Regions from separate parts of the Zea mays genome. Here region 2 is linked to region 1. A link is a contact called in public Hi-C data. All regions are on one chromosome and are shown on one strand. The core of a region is the stretch at or near the end of the contact, and the rest is flanking DNA. Distances in the headings are between cores, read along the strand shown. Region 1 holds the start of LOC103641790 (sister chromatid cohesion 1 protein 2). Region 2 holds the start of LOC103641794 (Putative RING zinc finger domain superfamily protein).

What was found. Hi-C and Micro-C count contacts between places; a contact is called where the count stands out from the background.
Region 2: a Hi-C map of ear shows a contact between it and region 1, with 4 times the contacts expected there. The contact joins the promoter of LOC103641794 here to the promoter of LOC103641790 in region 1. A contact is called at or near these places in 2 of 25 Hi-C or Micro-C datasets (ear and tassel).

Annotation. Positions count from the first base shown.
Region 1 is chr10:129,443,257-129,448,736 of Zm-B73-REFERENCE-NAM-5.0, reverse strand. LOC103641790 (sister chromatid cohesion 1 protein 2) reads left to right here and starts at 1,941. Exons shown (of 15, transcript XM_020546059.3): 1 at 1,941-2,295; 2 at 2,948-3,416; 3 at 3,497-3,537; 4 at 3,728-3,774; 5 at 4,022-4,083; 6 at 4,161-4,256; 7 at 4,345-4,494; 8 at 4,613-4,866; 9 at 4,946-5,138. The coding sequence starts at 2,169.
Region 2 is chr10:129,574,567-129,579,940 of Zm-B73-REFERENCE-NAM-5.0, reverse strand. LOC103641794 (Putative RING zinc finger domain superfamily protein) reads right to left here and starts at 3,189. Exons shown (of 1, transcript XM_008665130.2): 1 at 2,005-3,189. The coding sequence starts at 3,044. The coding sequence ends at 2,553. It overlaps LOC103641793 (ATP/GTP binding protein-like), which reads right to left. Exons shown (of 14, transcript XM_008665129.4): 14 at 5,323-5,374.

The DNA of each region.
Region 1 (5,480 bases), core at 692-3,191:
TGCCATGAATGATGGGTGGTTGGGGGTCTTTATAGCCCCAACCACCAAACTAGCCGTTTGGTGGAGCTGTTTGTCGCATGGTGCACCGGACAGTCCGGTGCACACCGGACATGTCCGGTGCACCAGCCACGTCACCAAAGCCGTTGGGTTCTGACCGTTGGAGCTCTGTCTTCTGGGCCCGCCTGGATGTCCGGTGGGGCACCGAACATGTACTGTAGAGTGTCCGGTGCGCCAGCATGGGCGTGCCTGACTTCTGCGCGCGCTGGCGCGCATTTAATGCACTTGCAGGTAGCCGTTGGCGCCGAAGTAGCCGTTGCCCCACAGTTACACCGGACAGTCCGGTGTACACCGGACATGTCCGGTGAATTATAGCGGAGCAGCCGTTGTGAATTCCCGAGGCTGCCAAGTTCCAGAGCCGCGTCCTCTTGGAGCACCGGACACTGTCCGGTGTACACCGGATAGTCCGGTGAATTATAGCGCGCCGGCTCTGAAAATTCCTGAGGCTGAGGAGTTCAGCGCGAAGTCCACTGGTGCACCGGACACTCTCCGGTGGCACACCGGACAGTCCGGTGCGCCAGACCAGGGAGCCTTTCGGGATGCCTTTAGCTCTCTATTTTTAACCCAACATTGGTCTTTTTAATTGGCTTGTTGTGAACCTTTGGCACCTGTATAACTTATACATTAGAGCAAACTAGTTAGTCCAATTATTTGTGTTGGGCAATTCAACCACCAAAATTATTTAGGAACTAGGTGTAAGCCTAATTCCCTTTCAATCTCCCCCTTTTTGGTGATTGATGCCAACACAAACCAAAGCAAATATAGAAGTGCATAATTGAACTAGTTTGCATAATGTAAGTGCAAAGGTTGCTTGGAATTGAGCCAATATAAATACTTACAAGATATGCATGGATTGTTTCTTCATTTTTAACATTTTGGACCACGCTTGCACCACAGATTTTGTTTTTGCAAATTCTTTTGTAAATCCTTTTCAAAGTTCTTTTGAAATAGTCAAAGGTAAATGAATAAGATTTTACGAAGCATTTTCAAAATTTGAAATTTTCTCCCCCTGTTTCAAATGCTTTTCCTTTGACTAAACAAAACTCCCCCTAAAAGAGATCCTCCTCTTAGTGTTCAAGAGGGTTTTGATATATCATTTTTGAAATACTACTTTCTCCCCCTTTGAACACAATAAGATACCAATTTGAAATTTACCAATTGAAAATCTCCAATTTTAAAATTAGGTGGTGGTGCGGTCCTTTTGCTTTGGGCAAATATTTTCTCCCCTTTGGCATGAATCGCCAAAAACGGAGTCATTAGAGCCCTTGAAGTACTTTCTTCCCCTTTGGTCATGAATAAATAAGTGAAGATTGTACCAAAGACGAAATCCTTTTGCTTTGAACTCTCCCCAAAAAGATGGAGAGATGCGCGGAGCGACGGCGAAATATGAGTTACGGAGTGGAAGCCTTTGTCTTCGCCGAAGACTCCAATTCCTTTTCAATACACCTATGACTTGGTTTGAAATTGACTTGAAAAACACATTAGTCATAACATATGAAAGAGACATGATCAAAGGTATACAAATGAGCTATGTGTGCAATTTAGCAAAAGAAATTGCGCGAATCAAGAATATTGAGCTCATGCCTAAGTTTGTTAAAAGTTTGTTTATCAAGAGGCTTAGTAAAGATATCGGCTAATTGATCTTCAGTGCTATATCATGGGCTTTAAAGTATGTGGGGGTGTTCATATAAAATACTAGGGAGTAATAACACATATCCAAAACAGGTGTTCGCTCAAACAAAAATCCGATAAAAAAAAGAAAATAAACGAATAAATAATACCCAAAAATGTCTCCCAGAAATCCTCAAACCGAGGGGCAGTCACGTCACTTGCACACGCCCGAGAGCCGTTTAACTTCTCACAGTTGTCCCCCTCCTCGGCTCCTCCTTCCCCTCGAAGCCCTCCCTGTATTTTCGTCAGACAGACACTCGCACAGTCGCACTCCCCAGAAACCGTCCAAAAACCAGCAGCCGGCCCCGCCCCGCGCGCGGAGTGCTCGATCGCTCTGGTTTTCCACTCCCGGTGCCCGTTGGCGCAGCCTGAGGCCGCGGCGGCGGCGGCGGCGGCGCTCGGCGTTTCGCGCGAGCGGTGGTTACGAGGGAGGGGCCGAGATGGTCCACTCCAACGCCCTGCTGTGGAAGAAGGGACCGGTCCACACGGTGTGGAAGGCGTCGTTCTGCAAAGAGTCAGAGCTCAGCCGGGACAAGGTCGCGGGCACGGACATCGTCGCCTCCGTTGGTAACGACTCCGTGTCCACTCCCGCAATGCGAGAGAAACCGCCGTTTTTTTTCTCTCTCTCTGTCATTGGTTTGTTGGACCAGTTTGTGCAAGGGTAGGGGTTGGGCTATAGGGGAGTAATATGTGATGTTGGTTTGGAACAGTGGGAGAAGCGGGGAGAACCGGAGAAGGGAAGGGTTTATGCAGGGGTTTAGGTCTAAAAAAAGCCAGGGGAATCTGGTCTCAGAGAACATGGTCACGAGGGGACGAAGGCTCTTTCTGTGTTTGGTGGTTTTTCCTGATGTGTGGTGTTTGTGTAACTCGAAAAAAAAGCTATTTTACCACTCTCAACTGTCTTGGGTTGTATCTTTATAGACGGTTTTGTTGAGTGCAAGGTATAGGGGTTTTTGGTCAGAGAGGGTTTCTTTGACGTCATGTGCGCATAATCCCGACAATCGGGTGCACCATACAGACTTACTTACCATGTCGACCAGTTCACCCATCTGGCTGCCAACTTATAGCCTTGAATTGGATGGTGATCTGTACAAGTGTCGTATGATGTCAATATAAAGGGGGCAGCTTTCTTTTCATAAACCAAAATATCTTGTTCTCAGGAATCCTCCTAGTGGTTTTTTTTTTGTAACGCAAGCGCTTTTCATTTCACCATTGGCAGGCGAGATTATGTTGGATGTCCGCAGCCCCCATGGACTTCACCTTGCAGTACTGGCAAAGCTTCTGTTTGGAATTGTTAGGATATTCTCCAAGAAGATGGAGTTCCTCCTCCATGATTTCAATGAGCTTTCTCGGTCATTTCGACTAAGTCAACTTGCTGAACCTACTTTGCCAAGTGGAAGGTTGACACTCGGAGTTTTGAAGCAAGCGAATAAAGATGTCCGTGTAGGAAGGTTAGTGGTAGGCCAGCAAAACACCTGCAAAGTACAAAAAACTGTTCATGCTGTGAGAACAACTGAAGTCTCTAGTGCAATATCAAGTGAAGGCCACTCTGTAAGGGTAGAAACAGAAGTTACTCTAGGGATATCTGTGGTAATCAAAGAAACACGTTTGCCAGATGGTCTGCCAACCTTCACAATTCCAAGATCATTTGAGCTTGACTCTTTCAATTTGGGGATTGCTGAAGATATGTAAGAAATCCTGGTCGTATACTAGTCTCATTATTACATGGAACATGTTTCTTAGCTATACTTTCCACCTTTTATGGCAGAGATGATGAAGGTGATGACCACCATCAGTTGGCACACCAAGGTAACAATGTCACTACCATTTGCCTTTAGTTATACCCTTCTATTTTCGTCCATTTTGTTTCTTGGGATACTTCAATCAGACCTCTGCATTTTGGACCTAGCAATGCATATAATTAAAAAGTTACAAATATGTAGCCTGTTTCCTTTTGATTGCTAAACATTTTATACATCCCCTGCTTTGTTTTTTGTAGATATTTTATTGAGAGATGAGAGACATCATGCCCCCTATTTTTATGAGGTACGCAGCTCCCTCTTCTACAATCTGGATGGTCACATTGGCATGTGCATGCACCCATGATGCTAGTTTTTAATATATGCAGTTACAAATTAGTTTCATTGCTTTCATGAACTGTTTTGCAAAATAATTAGTTAATTGCAGTCGTTTCATCTTAGACATGTGCTACTCTTTGAATTAATATGCAATATTGCTGGCTTCATCTTATTTCTTTGCAAAACTGAACCTTAAAGTTTATTCAATGATACAGCCTTATCAAAGAGTGTCATGTTCATATGCTGTTGATTCTGCTGGTTTTCTGCCGGAATACATGTAAGCACCCGAGCTTCCTCCAAATGATGCTAAAAGAAATTATGTCCTCTGGATTTCTGAGCTTCATTGTATTGCAGTGCTCTTCCAAATAATATTCTAGACTTCACCGAAGGGGGTAAATCTGAAATAGAAAACAAGAATGCCGATTCTGCTTGGTTCACACCATTGAAGGAGTAAGTATATTTGCTGTTGGCTTCCTGTCCTTAACAGCATAAGAGCACATTTCTTCTCTTGTTGATTCCTAAAATGAGTTTGTAACAGTGTTCTTCCACCTGAGATGATGGGTATGGTGGCTGAAGCAAAGGATCTTGCAAAGGAAAGCAAAACTGGGGATAATTCCGTAAGACAAGTGAACATGAATGAGAATAACAGGGGTTCTGATTGTACTATGATTTCTATCCCTCTGCAAGAGTGAGTAAAAGCTATATTTTCCCCACAAATTTTTGTTTGGTGCAGCTAATCATTTACATCAAGATCTTTAGGTAGTACTGTTAATAGATCTTGATCAGGTTAAGCATGTTTGAAACAGAAGTCAAGAACTGCAATGCTCTGATAATGCTCTGGAGAATATGGCTTGTGGAAGTAGGAGTGCAAATTACACCACAACTGAAGCATCAGAAAATGATTCACTGGAGAATACTGCCCCACCTGCAGCAGTATTTCCAGTGCTAGGCAGTGACACTGGAGAAGAGTCACTTAAACCTCTTGTCAGAAAATGTAAAATAAGGCCAGATAATGAGCTATCACCTTCTACTCCAGAGCCTTTGCAAGAGGATACCCCAGGTCTGTTCTCTGACAAAATTATATGCTCTACTTATGGTCTTAATCATACTCATTATGGACATCTTTACTTCTGATACAGGGCCCTCTTCTTCTAGATTTAGGGTTAGGACACCAGCTAAAACTGAGAAGAGCCAGAGTACTAGAAAAAGAAGAAGAGCATTATTGTACCGTAAGCAGGATTATATATGGACGGAACGAGAAAGCCAGCAGAGGGTTAGGAGAAAGTTAACTTGGTCATTGTTTGATGATGAGGGCACCGTGCTGTTAAATGAGTAAGAAATCTTCTAGCTTGCTTGTACAAACTCTTTCACCAGTTGCAATACTTGTACTTGATTGTTTGAATGTATTGGTGTTGTAGCTATTGTTACCTTATACCGTCCTTACCACCTTAAGCTGGATTTTGTCATATCTGATAAATCTAGTCGGCACACATTTGTCTTCCATATATATTTTAAACAAGTTTTTTTAGGGAAATACAGTAGGGGAAACCCCTACTGTGGCAATATATATAAATATATAAGAAAAGCTGTACAACAGAACCATCAATGTTAGATTTAAAACTTTACAACATGCTATTTAGTCAAAGGGAGAGGCTGAGTCTAAGAGCATGCTTA
Region 2 (5,374 bases), core at 1,940-4,439, 130 kb before region 1:
ATTACACCTCACAATTGAGCTCAATCTGGTTTCTAAAGCGGAGTCGCGCGGCTTCGCTACTTTATTACTCCGCAGCTGCGTATCGCTATTTTGGTATTTTGGAGCTCACAACCGCGCCATATTGGGACAGTTAATGCTCCGCGCTCTGTTAACGTCTGTTCTGTTGCTCTTTCAGTAGGTTGTATTCCCTTTCATACTAATCTACCTCTAACCGGACTTCGAGTGTTCTTGCGCTAGAGAACTCCGACGCGGCTGCGGCCGTAACTGCGCGGCTACCGGCTACTGGAGCTCGCGGCCGACAACGACTCCACGGCTGCGGTCTTCTTTCCCAGCTTCCTGTGCCCAGCTTCTCTTCTCCCTTGTCGCGCACGCCTGGGCGCTGCCCCTGGTGGCCGCCTTCTCTCCCAGCCGCGCCCCTGCGCTCGTCGCGGCAGACTCCATCTCCCTTCTCAGCCATGGACGCCGGTCTCGCCACAAACTGGATCTGCATCGTCCCTGCGCCGACCTCCCTGCGTGCTCGCCGACGCTGCCTCCCTCCACTTCTCGTTCTCTGCTCGGCTGCTCGCTCCTCCCATGGCGAGCTCGCCGGGATGCCCCTGCCCCAGCTGCCCCTCCCTGCTTCTTCCGCCCTGGACCCCCTGGTGCCGCGCCCCAGCTCGTCTCCCTCAAGCGCGCTCCATTCCTGCTCCTCCCTCTTCCTCTATCGGCGCCCAGCAGAGCTCCCCTGGTGAGCGCCCAGGTCTTCCCTCTCCGGTTCTCTCTGCTGGCGGCTGAGTTCTCTGGAAGTCGTACCCTGCTCGCCCAGCTCGCGAAACTCTCTGCGCGCGGACCTCTCTCCTCCCCATCTCCCCAAGCTTCTTCCTCCCTGCCGCACTCTCTCTCCAGCGATTGTTCCCTGCTCCTATGGCGGCCGAGCTCTCTGGTGCCGCGGGAGTGTGCCCCTGGCTCTCTCCGAACTCGCCCCAGCGCTGCTGCTCCCTGTTCTCTGCACGCGCCTCTCCTGTACCAGCGCGCCGCTTCACCTGCTCGGCCTCCATGGCGCCGAGGAGCTTGGCCGCCTCAAGCGATCCTAGTCCTTTGAGCTCCGGAGTGGCGCCAACGTGGTTACGGCAGGGATAAAATTAACTTTTACCATATCTAAGAAGGTAACACAGCGCGAGGCATTAACTGTCTCAATATGGTGCAGTTGTGAGCTCCAAAATACTAAAATAGCGATGCACAGCTGCGGAGTAATAAAGTTGCGAAGCCGCGCGACGAGATTGTTACAATCTCAAATAACTCTTCTAAAGCGCAGGGACCTGTTGCCCAGGTATGTCAGGCATTAAACAAGGAAATAAACACGAGTGGTTGACGACGGAATCTGTCACGCCAATAAATAGCCAAACCAAACGACACCTAAGATTTACTACATAGATAAAAATAACCAACACTCGAAGCACTCATGGAAAGATTTACTACATAGTTAAATTGCAAAAATAGTCACAAATCTAGCTGCACCCATTAATTTGCATTCGCTAGTAGTGCTTGATAACTTAAAAAATACAGTCAATTTGCAACGGACATTACAACTTACCACTATTTTGCAATGTGCAAGTTACAGTAAGACGTGCATAGACAATCTTCAAGGTGAGATTTATGAATTTTTCCAAAAAAGGCTCTACTAGCTCAAATCAAATCCTAATTCACAAAGGGGAATGCTTGAAATTATAACTATATTTACTCGAAAAAACCAGTTAAAATGTAAAAACAAGATATATATGTTGTGTAGTTAATGTCACAGTGTAATAAGTTTTCGAATGCCCAATCAAAATGTTTGTATACTTATCCTACTTTTTATTCTTAATAGTTTCATCTTGAATACGGTTCACATTCACAGTTCAAATCAAAACCCAGTTCAGTGTTCAGACTATAAGCATGAAATAAGGCTTTCATCCAACATACTTTTTGGTTCAAAAAAAGGGCTATAACAGATGAAGCAACTGATGTCAAACACAATTGCAAGAAATTAGCAAACAATGCTGCGAACAAATACTATTTCACATTGCGACGGAAGTAATTGAAAGAGCAATGAACCAAGGATCTATCTTCTTCAGTTAGAACATTGTAACTGATTCAAGGGCTAACAAATCTTTGTTTCTTGGCATCAATGCAAGAAATTCAGTTCGTCACGGCTGAACAGCATTCTGGACAAAAAGAGCAGGAACGCTGCTAAGCTCGATGATTTCCAAGAAAGCGAATGCCAGAAACAACGAAAGAATCTTCCAAGAACTAATCCAGGCTATCAGGCAACTCGCACCGCCATACTATCCTTGATCAGTTCCAAAAAATGCAGAGACAGAAACGTCGAAAGAATCCTTCAAGGACAAGAACTGATGCAGAACGCCCCACAGGAATACAGGATGCGTCAACTCCGTCCCATCCAAGATTCCAAGCTCGATCACGCTTGTCTACTACAGTAGTGTTTCGTCGAACCAGTGCGACGGAAGCCGAAACTCCTCCGAGTCCTCCTCTTCTTCCTCACCCTCCTCCTCCTGCTCCTCATCCTCCTCCTCCTACAACATCAGCAACGATGGCGGTGGCCGCTTCCACGGCAGCACGGGATGGGGAATCCCGCGGCAGATTGGGCAGGACATCTCCTCTTTGAGAAGCCATTCGTCGAGGGTCTTCTGGCACTTGACGGTGGCGCCGTAGTGGAACATGTGGTTGCAGGAGAGCGTGCGGACCTTCTCACCGGGCTCCATACTGTCCTGGCACATGGCGAACGGGTCGTTCAGCTTCTGCCTCAGGGTGGTGACGCCGCCGAGCCTGAAGAGGAGCACCGGTCGCGAATGCCACCATGCCTTGACATGGGACGATGATGACGATAACGAGGACACAGCAAAGCCCCAGATGCTGGTGACGACATCGGCGAGAACGACGCCGCACGCGGCTAGAATGATGATGGCAAAGAAGACGGGGATGCTGAAGTAGACGACCATCTCGTCCTTCGCTCCTGTCTCTGACTCTTTATTGCGTCTTGCGTCGTCTTCTCTCGATTGCTCCATCTTGCTCTTGCGTTCTCGCTCTCGCTCTCCCACGTCGTTATTTGTAGGGAGGATGTCAGTTGAACTGCTGATAGGTCGGTTGGCTTGATCAGTTCGTTGCAAGGTGGGACCCGCGACTCGATTGCCAAAGGTCACGGATGAAAGTTGAAACTAGAAGAGCAGGGAGGGCGAGGGGGTTAGAATTTGGAAAATGGAAAGGACAATGGCTGGAGGACTCCCATGTTTTGTTTGCGAGATCATAAAGATAGTTCGATGTTTTAGACAGCATTACATAAAAATAAAACACTGTAGCAACTAGCAAGCCGTTCGCTACAGCTGAAAGCTGCTGTGGCTGCGGCATTTCCAGAGGAAGCTACAGTACTTGCAGCCGAACAATATCGTGTAGCAGTCCTAAACACCCTCTAATAATGTAGCTTCACCCAATCACCCATCCTGAATTTCTGCACACTTTGTTCGTGCTGTAGTAGCAAAAGAACTTTTCTGTATCCGGTTTTCTCATATTTAGACAATAGAACTGGGCCCTCCTAATGAATGCACACTGGGCCCTCCTTGAGCCTGTTCGTGGCTTCATGCAAACCGCGAGTCCTCGCCAACATCGCAGACTGTCGTCCTCGATGCCGCCGCCGCGCTGCTCACTACCCACCGCCGTAGTGAGAGCACCGGAGTGTGACTACTGGCTACCAGTACCAGCACGAGGCGGACAGCTCCCTGGGAGAATTGAGCGAGGTTTTTTTTTCCCTCAAATGAACAACAGCTAGCACAAGCCAGCTCCCTGGAAACGGCCACTTCTCTCGTCCGAGCAAGCCAGCTCCCCGGGAGGGTATTTTTGCGGCTAGGAAGCCGAACAGATTCGACGCGGTGGCCGCCTGGTCCGCGACGTTGCGCAGGGACACGAGCGGGTGCGGGTCGGCGAGGACGAGGCGGGCAACGGAGGGGAGCGGGAGGACGGCGGGGGACGCCGATTGGGAGGAGACGGGGGGAGGGAACTCGGGATTGGCGCCTGTGCCGAGGTAGAGCAGGTGATGAGTGGAGACGGCGGTAGGGACACCGTGCCGGGGACCCGGGGTACAGAAGAGTGGCGCGCCTCAGCCCGTCGGCGCGCAGGGAGGGAAAGCGCGACTGCGCGAGCGTGGGCTCACAGTCACAGTTATAGGTGTACATTTCGGGCCGTCCGGCCCGGCCCAAGCCCGAAAAAACTCGTATTGTTTGAATTTCGGGTCGATCCGACCCGTTTGAATTTCGGGCCGGGCCGGACCGGCCCATGGGCCTAGCCCTCGGCACACAGCCCGGTCCGTAATTGCTTAAACGTGCCGGGCTCATTTCGGGCGGCCCGAAATTATAAAAGTCCGAAATTCAATTTTTTGCCCGAAATTCACATTATGGCCCGAAATTCAATTTTTGACCCAAAATTCACATTAGAGCCCTAAATTCAAAATAATAATAAAACAAATAAAAGACAAGACAAATAAATTTGAATAAAATCAAACTTAATATTTATATTAAAGTTACCACAACTATGCAATGACTACCTCGTTTATAAATCATTTTGTTAGAAGGAAAAAGAGTATAATCAGCTCTATACAAAGTCCGTAAGTTCAATTTATTGTCTAATGTTCATAACAAAAGTAAAATTACATGACACACTCTAATTCAAAGCTACAAAAAACATCTAGCTAGCGTTATCTCTAGCTTTGTGTTCTTTATCAAGTATATGAAAGTGTGGAATGAAGTGTGGTTTTAATAAATATATGGGCCTTTTCGTGTCTCTATATGGGTCATTTCGTGTCTTCCTTAAACGGGTCGTGCTCGTGCCCGTCCATGGGCCGTGACCTCGGCCCAAACTCGGCCCGGCACTAAATTATTTTGGGTCGTGCCGTACCTGGGCCGTGCTTTTTTTCCGTGCTTCGGGCCGGCCCATCAAGCCCGGCCCAAATGTACACCTATAGTCACAGTACAGCGAACACAATACTGAAACCCAGATTTACTGCGTTTGAGTAGAATCCGATTTAAATTGCATATACTTCCACCATCCCACAAAGGATGTCTCCTTTAACTTTTCTTTAGTATGAAATTTAATCAGCTCGTCTTACTCAAAAAATTTAATAATTATCATTTATTTTTATTCTGATTTAGTTTATCATATAATTAAAATTAAACTATAAACTGATTTTTTTCTATATTTTTATAAATATTTTGAATAAGACGAGTCAGTCGAACTTATGCCAAAAAAGTCAAACAACATTCATTGTAGGGCAAAGGGAGTAGAAACCAATTTAAATTAGATCAAAAGACCGATTATTAATTGGAAAAAAACAAACAGGCCTAGAAGC